2 separate regions of the Mus musculus genome follow, and region 1 is linked to region 2. The links are chromatin contacts, called in public HiChIP or PLAC-seq maps. All regions are on one chromosome and are shown on one strand. The core of a region is the stretch at or near the end of the contact, and the rest is flanking DNA. Distances in the headings are between cores, read along the strand shown.

Region 1 (5,781 bases), core at 1,141-3,640, 640 kb before region 2:
ATCTGCTGCTTGTGGATGCCTGAAGAGTACATTGGATCTCCTAGAACTGGCAGTATTGATGCTTGTGAGGTAACATGTGGATGCTAGGAACTGAAATCCAGTTATCATTGTAAAAAAAAGTATATACAATGTATATATAATATATATTATATATATACATATACATATATAACACATATATATGTGTGTGTATGTATTTTGTCTGCATACTTGTATATGTACCCAGTGAGAATCTATAGTTAGGGCTTTTGCAATATATACATGATATTTGTACCCTGTATCTTGTTTTGTGCTTTTTTATCACAAGTTAGCATTTACTTTGGAAAGATCTAAAAAAAATAAATAAATAAAACAAAACAAACAAACAAAAAAAACTGTGGTTCTACTTATTGCTAAAGGAAAGGGTTATTTATAAGTTAAGAGACTTTTGGTGTTCAGCAAATTTAAAAGAGTGCTGATGTCAAGCCTTAAATAGTTGAAATTTAACCAGAGATGACTAACTCAGCTCAGCAGAGCCAAAGGAGGTGCAACATGGTCTTCAGGGACTACGAGAAAAGATGGCATGGGAGAGATAATGGAAATGAAGATGCTGTCTGCAGATTTTTTATATTTAGAAGTTCATATAAACTCTGCACTGAATAACAATCATGAAGTTTCTATATTGGCCCATACCACTAAGTAAGGAAAGAATAAAATAAAGTAAAAGAGAAAAAGACTAACCAGTGGTTATAAACACCTTGCATTGACTCTTAATGACATTTATGGGGAGTAAACAGATAAAACATAGGTGCAATCAAAGAATCTAATGAATATTTCACTCAAGTATCTATTTTAACAAGGAACTATTCTTTTATTCAAATGTTAATTAAAGGTGACTGTTATATTCTGAGCAGGTTCTCATGTATAAAGTCCATTGCTAGAAAAGGCATCATCTGATCATGTTCATTATCTTACATCTTTTGTAAGGCTACTATGATGAGAATAGTGGAACTAAGAGCTAACTACAGATGTAGAAATAACCTATAGACCTACAGCTTTTCCTTTGTCTTTGGGCTACATTGCCAGCCATATCTTTAAGGAGCTTGGAAGGAAGGCAATTTTTAAGGAAAATAACTTTTCTAAGTCAAAGGTTTATATTTTTCAAAAGTTACTCTCTGAACAACCATTTATATGATTTTAGGTTTTATTGGGTTTTAAACTGCTGATGAAGGCATCTGGTGTAACCCTGATTTATTATTATCTCTATCTCAGCCATTAAAATGTTTCCTTGTGAACTTTTCCTCTTCGTCAATCAATAGACATATCTCTCTTTTCTGCCCTTTACATCTGACCCTTACAGCTATTGCTATGGAGACCACCCTCTCTCATCTCAACTTATAGCTTATATTTAACAATCTGTTAGCTTCTCAGAATACTACACAACTCTGTACTCTGTCAAGTGGCACTATATCTCCTTGTCATCTAGATAGTTAGGGATATTTTCTGTCTAGTGGTCAACTGAACTGAGAGGACCATAAAAATGATGTCCTGGTAGGACAGCAGGCCCAATCTCATCTCAGATCACCAATTTCAGTAGTGTGTTTTATCTTCTGTTCTCTGAAGCCATCATTGACTGCTGATCTAACCTACATTCTTGCCTAGTTTTACTTCATAATACTTACCTATTTGCTTTCTAGGCTTCTGCTAAACTCAGTCACAGGTTTACCTTAAATATATCCTTCACTTCTCTGTGTCGTTTTGCTGACTTCAATCTCTCCAACAAGCAAGTTCCTCTTAATGCTTCACTTCTATCTTTACCTGTCAAAACCTATTCTAAATGATGCTTTATACCAGGAGAGTGTTAACATTTTGTCGTTTTTTGTTTTGTTTTGTTTTTTGGTTTTTGGTTTTTTTTTTTTTTTAATAGCTGTAGATTCACTTGTGTTTGGAAGAAATCGTAGAAAAATTTCACTACATTCATTGCCAGACAAAGAAGGATCTTGGAAAACTACATTATTATAGTTTAACAAGGAAACTGACTAGGACAATCCAGAGACATTTAGAAGATTTTTGTCAACTTTATGTGATGTCAGTTTGCGTGCATATTTGGTTCTATGAAATTTGATCAAGTAGTCGTGTGTCTGTTACCACAGTGAAACAATAATAATAACAGGAAAGCCACAGCACTTGCTGTTGTTGTATTGTTACCACACTCACATGCTTCCCTCTTCACGCCCTCCTGTATCCCTAAGTTTGATGACCATGAAAATGTTTCCCCTTCCTCTGGCATTTCATCACTTTAAGAACAGTAAATGAACTCATATATAGTTTTTAGTCTTTTTTTTTTCTCTCTTACTCAACATTCCCTTGAGATTCATTCAAGTTATAGCAAGTACTGAGTCACTTCTTTTTATTGCTAAACCCATGGCATGGAGGTTCGTGATGAAATCTTTAGATGTGCTTGTGGGTACAAGCAGAACTGATTGTGGGTCTAAAGAAGCACTGCTGCCTCCAGGCAGAGAAAAGGTCTTAACTTCCACAGACTCTATCTCTTCAGCTAACTCTTTCAACAGCAGAAGTTTCCACTCATGGCATACAACAAGAAAAGATATATTCCAATGGATTATGTCTAAGATCAACCAGGAGTTAAATACCATTTACTCATTCTTATATAATATCACTACATATTGGGAAATCACTAACACCTTACATAGATCCATTAATTTAGCCCCCACAACAACTCGATGAATAGTTATCATGACCCTCATTCAATAAATGAACAACTTAAGGACTAGAGATTTTAGTTTGCTTTCTGGTTATCATACAGTGAAAGAGCAGAGATAGCATATGGACTCAGGTTCGTATAAATTGAATCCCCCTACCCTTGGTCCACTAGGATGATATAAAGGGTCAATTTCATTGTGTTGAAATTAAGGTTCCATAGACAATTAACATCATGGCTAAGTTATGGCTTACACACACATTTTGGGGGCCATCCTGTGGTTAAGAGGGAGGCATGTGTTCTCAATGTAATCTCTACATGTGTTCTAAGGCCTCACCTTCCTGTCAGCTCTCCTCTATTCTTACCTTTTGTCTGGATTTCTTTCACTCTTCCAAGGTGCTAAGCTCTTTCCCAACTCAAGACCATGCCAACTTCTGTTCCATGCCAATCACAGATTTCTTGCCTGTCAGCTCTTGGCTGACTTGTACAAGCATATCTGGGCCCTTTCAATTTTTACTTTTATCAGCAGATATGATATTAAATTTTGATTGTAGGGGGAATTAAAAAGGCAATACAGGAGGTAAAAGGTCTTTCCTAATATGAGTACACTTTCTTGGCAGACTTCTGAAAAATGGGTAGCTTGCTGGTACCAGGCTCCTACCATGGATAACCAGAGTTCTCTGGGTTATAAATTGTTATAAAAACAACTGCCAGTTTGTTCTAACAATCACTCTGGAAATTTTATACTAGTGAGCATGCTGTGAGATACTTCTCCATGAACAGATTTCTCTAAAACTCTGGAGTCTGGTTCTCAACCTGTAGGTTACAAACTCTCAGAGACCAAATGACCCTTTCACAGAAGTCACATATCAGATATCTATATTAATAACAGCAGCAAAATCACAATTATGCAGCAGCAATAAAATTTTATGGTAAATGGTCACTGTTGTGGGTAGCCCTGGGGTTGTTTGTATTTTGATGCTAATTCACTCTCCTGGGAGGGGTTGTGAAAGAGGAATGAGTCACATACTCATGTGACTTCTTGTGAACCATCCCCTAATGAATAATGGAGCCAATCACTGGGCGAGTAGGCAGGACTTCCTGGTTAAACAGAGGAAGACTGGAAGCAGGGGAGAGTTAGGCCTTTTGCAGGAGGAGCCAGAGGACAAGATGTAGCTACTAGTGTCTCCCGGTTTATATGGAGGATCAGACAGGATTCACCACTAGAGGATTTAGATTTAATAAGGCTTATAAGGTTAGGATTTTAGTTGTTGCTCCCAACGATTGAGTTACCGTTGTTTCTGAATTAAGTTTGTGTTTTGTTTTGGTTTTTTTTTTCCCCCATGTGGTGGCTCGTCTGAGTTTAAGAGCGAAAGGTACAGTGGCAAAGAGTAGGTTTGCCAGATGTGCATCACAAAGGCCATGGAGGTTTTGAAGCATAGGGCTGGTATGGTAGTGACCCACCAGCAGGAACTGGGTGGAGCTGTGGAGAGATTTTGGAGCTCTGAGTTAGAGAGTCTCCACAAGATAAGAACTGGAAGGTGAGACCTGAGAGTGGCTGGGTGTAGCATGGGAATTTGCCATTCTTTTTAATATTTCCTGCAGCAGGTCACCATAACATGAGTAGATTATTAAAAGATCACAACATTGGAAAAGTTGAGAACCACTGCCTTAGAGGATTTTTCTGTTTTTCTTTAAAGTTTTACAAAATGGCGCTCCAGGGCATTTTTCTGAAGTGAACCAGTGACTTACTGCCACCCAGTAAACTATGGGCATGGGCTCTCCAGAAAGATCTGAACCGTTCCACGAGTACAGCTATTTCCTCTACCTGTGACTCTTGCTCTTCAGAGCTTTCTTCTTCTTAAAGATACACTGTCATTCTAATGCTTCATAATTCCATAAGTTGAATTTTCTATGTTCGCATTACCATGAGGCCTTGCCCCATTCGCTTGTCTTAGCAAAGACTTGCTATTCTACTCAGGATTCTAGCTCACCACTTGCCCGAGTCTGGACCTTGAGGTGTTTAGCACTATGCTGGACATCATGTGTTTTCTCTCTCTTGATTGGCTTCTGGCTGAGCAACTATTACTCTCCATTGGCCAATTTTACCATCATTTAGGTGCCACTATCATTTCTTGAGGAGCCTCTTCTTCAGTATCTCACATCAAATATTACTTCTTTAATTTTCCTTCCTAGTGCCTCCCATAATTCTAAAATTTTGAATTCGCTGTGTATTGTTATTATCTCTACACTGCTTTACTAGATAAACTGTGAGAGGGCAGGGGTTATGGCAGAGGCATTTACTGTTGTAGTTGCAGTGGCAACAATCAGAATGCATAGCCAAATAAATATGTAATGGTCCTAGTATATAGAAGCCTTCTGTGGCAAGTAATTACATTCACACATACACATCACTGTTAGTCATTTGGTTCACTTATATGAGAAAATAAGTCTGTCGCCACCCCAAACAAAGGTAGTGAGAGAAGTTTCCAAAACAATGTTACAAACCATTGGTATTAGTAACAGAACTGGTAGTTCAGAGACAAGCAAGATTTCTGTTTAAAAATATTTAAATTTAAAAACTTTAAATCTTTCGTAAAAATCTACATGATTTTATTTCTCCTTTGCTGGATATATAGCTAAATTTTGTATGTTAGGGAAAGGGAGGTAGTTCGAATGTGATCAATTTGCTTCTTTCATATTTTTGGCACATTCTAATCATCTGAGATTTAAAATATGGCTTTTATCTTTTATTTGTTCTATTCATGTGCATTTCCTAAAGTAAAAAGAACTAACTATAACTTGGAGGGGAAATGCATTTTTTTTTCTAGTACAAGGGTTCTGTGTTTCAATACTTCCTTGTGAATTACTAAGGTCTGGTTGTTGCCGGTGTCTCTCTGTGATGAAACCAGCTTTCTATGAGAACTTACTTTGTTAAGATCTTGAATAAACCACAGAATCATGTATTCTTTAGTTTGGAGGTTAACAGTCTCATCCTTCTCCTCCTTATCTGAAAAAAAAAAGACTAGATTTCCAACTCTCTCTCTGAAAATGAACACACCAAAATATCAGTTGAACAA
Region 2 (5,922 bases), core at 1,976-4,475:
CTTACTAGTTCAATGAAGATGAGTGAGACATTCAACCTCTCAAAGACTTAAATCCATATCTGTAAATGGAAATAATATTGACTCCTTCTGCAGTTGTCTTGAACTGAGTTGTCCTGTGTTGTCTTTGATGTTTCTGCTTCTGACACCTAGCTGCCTGTAGGAAATACCTGGTTCCTGTGTAGGCAGACACATCTCAAAGACACATAGGTCTTTTTCAAAGGGAGGATTCCAATTCCACAGTTTCATATCCTGAATAGCCACACATTGCTTTGTATCCTACATCTCACATCATAAAGTGAGTTCAATTGCCATTCAACTGTGAGTGTCTGCTGCCCTGACTCCAGAAGAGAAGCCTCTGAACTTGACTCTTCTCCTTTTCCAACTACCAGACTGCACACTCTGCCTGAGAATTGAGACCTAGAACCATAAAAATCAAGACGAAGGATTAAAATCAAAGATGCCTGGGCTAGCAATTCAATAGATCTGGGGTAGAGCCCACATGCCCAGTGATGATCAAGCAAACTCCTCTGCTGGCACTGGCTTAGAATTCATCAGTCCATATGCCAAGCATTTGCTCACAGGAATGGGATAGACCTTCTCTAGTACAGTTTGTATAAACTATTACTACAAGTAACATAGCTCTACAAAGAAAGGAACGATGCTGGTTGTGTTGGCACACATCTTTAATCTCAGCCCTCAAGAGGCAGAGGCACAGAGACTTTTGAGAGTTTGAGCCCAGGCTGGTCGACATGGTGAGTTATGGGCCATCCAGGGATGCAGAGCCAGAGCCTCCCCAACAGAAAGCAAGGAAAGAATGGAGGGAGGCAAAGGGGGAGAAAAGAATTAACCAAAAGACAGTCTGTCACAGGGAAATCATCAGAGCCAGAGAAGTCTCTCATCTGAACGGGAAACTCTCCATGTGTCCACTTCATATAGCAAACTGATTTCTCCACACCTGTGCACAACTTTTACTTAAGTCATTCCTTATATAGCACAAAATACTGGAGACAATTTTAAGAGCTGTTTTGATTAATTGGGAAGATGTAATGTTAAGAAAAGTGTTGGCTCACTCTAGAGTATTGCTTTCTTTGGATATCTGCTCCCTTCCTTTCCACATAGCTACATTTTATTTGATTGGCAAGTGACTCCCTTTTAAATGTTCCTGCAACTCTGCTTCCAACAGAGAAGTCTTTAGGGAGGAAGGCATCTGGAGCATTAAAATGGAATAAAAATCTCAACTCTCTATCTTGGACCTTTGCACAAAAGTGTATAGCTGGCAACATCAGGGGAAATATGGAAGCCAAAGAGAATAAAATGGAAGTGTTTAAATAACAAACTGACAGTTTATTTTCTGTAGAGATGCTATTGTTTCTATATGGTGTGTCTCCAAAAATATTCATGTCAGAAACTTGGTCCCAGTGTGGCAGTATTATGAGGTGGTGGGACTTTAAGAGGCTGTGTTTAGAAAATGGTTCTTAGATTATTGGGAACCTTAGCTTTGGAAGAGATTAATATAGTTCTTAGCAAATCACAATTCATTCACAAGAAAGATATTCTTTAAAAACATGTGACACAAACTACTTAGTCCCTCTGACGTCCTATGTCACCATGAGATCTTTCTCACCACACTCCCAACCTTCCATTGCCCCTCACCAGAGATGAACTGAAGCCAAAACGCTTGATCTTGAGTCTCAGAACTGCAAAATAAATAAATAAATGTCTTTTCTTTATAAGTTCCTCAGCATCAGATAGTTCTTAATGGTAATGGAAAGTGGACTAATTCAGAAGACCGAGAGTCTAGGTCTCTTGCTTCATTTTACTTATTTATTTATAAATATGTTAAGCTGTCTCAAGTCATAAAAATCTGGATCCTATAGCCCATTAGTATCATAGTCATATAGCCAGTTTGCATGTTCACATGCTTAAAAATTCCTTACACATACATAGTACTCTATTTTGTTTATCATAGGCTATACACAAAAATAAATTCATAGGATTGGATATACCTCAGTGGTAGAGAGCTTTCTTAGCTTCTACTCAGGCCCTGAATTCAACACATATCACTATAATCTATATGCATATGTATATATACATATTTAAATTTTATATATAGCTGAATCAAATGATATTCTGAAAGGTGTTTAATATTTATTAGAGCAGAATGCTTCTTGAGATATACTTTAAACAAGTTTACTTATTTAGGGAGAGATAATTCTCATTTAGTGGTTTATAAAACAGGAATTTGAAGGCAGAGTCTATATCTTGTTTATCAACATGTTATTTTAAAGGTGTTGCAGTACACATCAAATTAGAAGTCCATCCATAATAAGAATAGAAGTTAATCTCTGTTTGAGTAGTCTTCAGAGCCTTTTCTGATTTGGAGGCTACCGTCCATTGGATTTGCTTGGAGCAACTGAGAGCTTGTTCTAAGGCTATGAAGAGCATGCCATCGGCTGCATTCTGATCAGTAAGACAACATTATCAGCTCATCTTTGATTTGAAATTTCTTTATATGAATCTTTTAAGCCACTTCTTTGTTACAAGACAGTTATAGCTGAGCTACATCTTTTCAGTCCATATACCCTTTAAATCAGCCAAGAAGAGCCTGAAAAACTTCTGCAATGCCAAGAGATGAGGGATTAATTTATGAACAGGCACTCTGAATCATGACCCTTCCACTCTTTGTGTGAAGTTCCTCCCATAGCATGTGACTCATGTACATGGGCTTAGTGACTCTGTATGAATCTGATACGCAGTATTAGAAATCCCTCTTAATTTCTTTCTATCCCTTAATGGATCACCTGACATAACCAACTGCGACACTAGATAATCTTTTGGGTCCCTATGGCTGAACGTGTAGATACTAATTTTACTTAATTTAACAAATATCTCTGTTGCCAGGATTCCCCACCAGCCTGCTAACATCTCTTTTTCAGCCCTTTGATTCTGGAGCATATCCTGCAACATGCTCCCTTAAACCTGCCCATTCCCTCTCCCTGACTGTTACTCTCCATTCTTGAAATATATAGCCTATTGCCACGCCTCCCCAGAAAGCAGCAACCTGAACAGCTCCAAGCTCTCCAAGCTGTAGTTGTCCACCACTAATAGTTTGTAAGGGCAACCTTGGTAAAGAAAGCTTATGAGAAAGCTCTGGCTTTGGCGTACATGTTTGAGAGCATCAAGAAATTAATCCCCTTTCATTAAACCCAAAGACTTAGTTTCATTTTGTTTCCAGTCTGCCTATCTATTGACGGTGTACCTAAATACCTATTTGCTGCCACCTAGTGTATTGAAATGTAGTGACATGTGATTTTTTTTTTTTTTTTGACATGTGAAATTTTAATTCATTGGATGCTGGAACATAACTTACTATTCAGAATGACTCTTCATTTTGATTTCTCATAAGCTTCCACTTTATTGCTGTGACCTAAAAATCATCATAATTTTCTGTCATACAGTCTAGGGGCTCAGGAGCAAGCCAAGCCCTGAAAATGGTACCCTTGGATATTAATTAGGCTTTGCAACTCTTGGGTACATAGTAAGCACAAAACAACAGAAACCATGATTTTTACTTCATAGAGGCAGTAGAACACACTCTCACTCTTTACCAACCACAGGATCATTGGAAGTTCGGTCCCTCTTTAGACAGCATCTTTTTCTGCTTGTGGTAAAATGGGATGGCAAGTCTGGCTAGCTTCAAGCTCTAAGAATCTATGACTCTAAATAAGCCAAAGCCATGTCCCAGAAGACAGCTCTGTGCTTGTATGAATGTCATTTCTATGAGAATATCTGACCTCTGGTTATAGATAGAAGTGAGCAGAGCTCCTGACTTGAATAGGAAGGACCAAATGGCAGGCAGTGATTTTATTCTTGAGAGCTGTCCCTGGACTGTTGTCCACCAATATATAGGCTAATCATATATATATCTCCAGCCTCCTGACCTCTTAAGGAAATTTAGAAGTGAGCTCCTGTAAATAACCTATTTCCCAAGCTAGCTTAGAATGTTGCATCCCCTTTATTTAAACAACACTACATAGTGTTTTCAGTATATGTTACAATGTTTCATTTGGGGTTCTTATGAGTCTTATTTTCTCCATCAGTCAGACGGGTTTTTTTCAGTCTGGGACATCTTCAGTTTCTCATTTCTGTGAAAAAAAAAATCTAGCACATCCTGAAGGCATTGCATATGTTTCTCATAATTATGATGTTTTCCCATTTATCTTACATACATGGAGTAAAAGGTTAAAAATAAGGTGTTTTCAGATTGTGTCCACAGCACTTAGTCTCTAGCCTTGGTCTCTACAGCTATCTAGCAGCTCATAGATGCTTATAACTCTTTGAACTTAATGCCAAGAATGAAAAATCCTACAGCATACCATATGGGGAGAAGAACTTTGAAGTGAGAAAATTGTGGTTTCATGTTCCAGCTTTACCATTTACTGCATCTGTGTTTTGTCAAGAAATTATCTGACCTCTCAGAAGCATCCCGTTAGCTATAAGTGAGGATCACAACACTAACACACAACATTTTATACACAGAAGTGTGTGTATGAAATAACAAAGCACATGCTAGGAGTATGGCATACAGTAGGAACCTAATCTCTTCTAGAATACTTTTACACAATGCTTAAGTAAATGTTCTGCTTATATCCAAAGTCAGGGGATGGGGGAAGACTGAAGAGATGACTCAGTTGACAAAACACTTGCCATGCAAGTGTGAGAACTCAATTCAGACTTCCAGAACCCATGGTGCAACAGCATGTATCTCCAATACTCCAGAGCTCATGGATCATCTCTTTTGGTATAGGCAATTATGAAGAACAAAGAAATGTGTCTCAAACAAGGAAGAAGGTGAGACCCAATAATGAAGCATGTCCTCTGATTTCCATACACATATACCATAAAATGTTCATACCTACAACACACACACACACACACACACACACACACAAATAGCATGCATGTACTTTACACAAAAAATATTTTTTCAATTACTCAAGTTAAAAGTAATCAGAATAGTTTTATAATTCTGTGATACATTTACATTCAGAAGCTATTGTCATCAAATGTGATTCTGTTGCCCAAGATGTAAATTCTAGGAATGTGGAGAGACATGGCCATCATGCAAAGAGTGCTCCTAGCATCTAGTAGGCAGAGGGTAGGAATGATGTTAAATATTTCAAATGCACAATAAGGCACTGGGAACATGGATTACCTAGTCTAAAATACCCAAAGTGCAGAGGTGTAAAAAGTTCTGTTGGATTCTAGATACTTAATATAGAAATTCTGAGTAGACAAATAGAAAAAAATGCTTCCATTTTGGTTAGCTATGAGGAGTTTCACCTTGCCAAGGGTTCATATTTTAATTATGAAATATTTTTAATTTTAATTTTAATTATGAAGACTAAGATCAAGTAAAGTTTTGCTGTTTTTCCTTGAAAGTCAATTCCCAGCTGTATCTAGACCTACTAAAGCACTAGAAATAGTGTGTAGCTCTCCTCAGTCCTGGTAGTAGTTATTTGCCAAAAACTAACCACAAGTCAAGTACTGTGTAACTCACATCTCAGTGACTATAAAGAATAAGGACAATAATTCTGCTAGCAAGTTGTACATTTGAGAATCAACCTCAAATCCCACTAGTTTCCAAGCTCATCTTTCCATGGTTATATTAATGATGTGATCCATGGGCATTTGTAACTCTCTGCCAAAGCTTACCATAGCTCTTCTCTCTGGACTCACACGGAGATGAAGCCTGAGAGTCAACCTTGCTCCCAGGATCTGCTTCCAAGAATTTTACACTAACTTCCGTGACTCAGCAACTTACACAGTTGGACTCTTAGCTGAACTCTTGTAGTGTATTAGAAAGTACAATGGGAGAAGTCCTGGAAGACAGCTGTGAGCTCACATGTTCACTCCATGCCA

Evidence for each region. HiChIP or PLAC-seq counts read pairs in DNA pulled down with a chosen protein or histone mark.
Region 1: an H3K27ac HiChIP or PLAC-seq map of the NIH/3T3 cell line shows a contact between it and region 2, with 6 times the contacts expected there. The contact joins two enhancer-like sites. A contact is called at or near these places in 7 of 39 promoter capture datasets (the C10 cell line, HPC-7-derived erythroid cells, frontonasal cranial neural crest and 3 more), 1 of 15 datasets of contacts at CTCF or cohesin (the NIH/3T3 cell line), 10 of 115 datasets of contacts at active chromatin or transcription factors (the NIH/3T3 cell line, astrocytes, cardiomyocytes and 7 more) and 1 of 9 other capture datasets (adipose tissue).

Annotation. Positions count from the first base shown.
Region 1 is chr15:3,997,335-4,003,115 of GRCm38.p6, reverse strand. It overlaps Gm2093 (predicted gene 2093), which reads right to left. Exons shown (of 3, transcript NR_045740.1): 2 at 5,632-5,711. Among named protein-coding and RNA genes, the nearest start is that of Gm2093, 4.2 kb to the right of the region's middle. Within about 2 kb of position 2,390, at least 11 of the 459 cell types and tissues checked have an H3K27ac peak or open chromatin away from gene starts, as enhancers often do. A contact at or near this core is called in the NIH/3T3 cell line, where this site is marked.
Region 2 is chr15:3,353,799-3,359,720 of GRCm38.p6, reverse strand. All of the region lies in intron 3 of Ghr (growth hormone receptor), which reads left to right. The region is part of intron 4 of Gm41254 (a long non-coding RNA gene); the gene reads right to left. Among named protein-coding and RNA genes, the nearest start is that of Ccdc152, 53 kb to the right of the region's middle. Within about 2 kb of position 3,225, at least 27 of the 459 cell types and tissues checked have an H3K27ac peak or open chromatin away from gene starts, as enhancers often do. A contact at or near this core is called in the NIH/3T3 cell line, where this site is marked.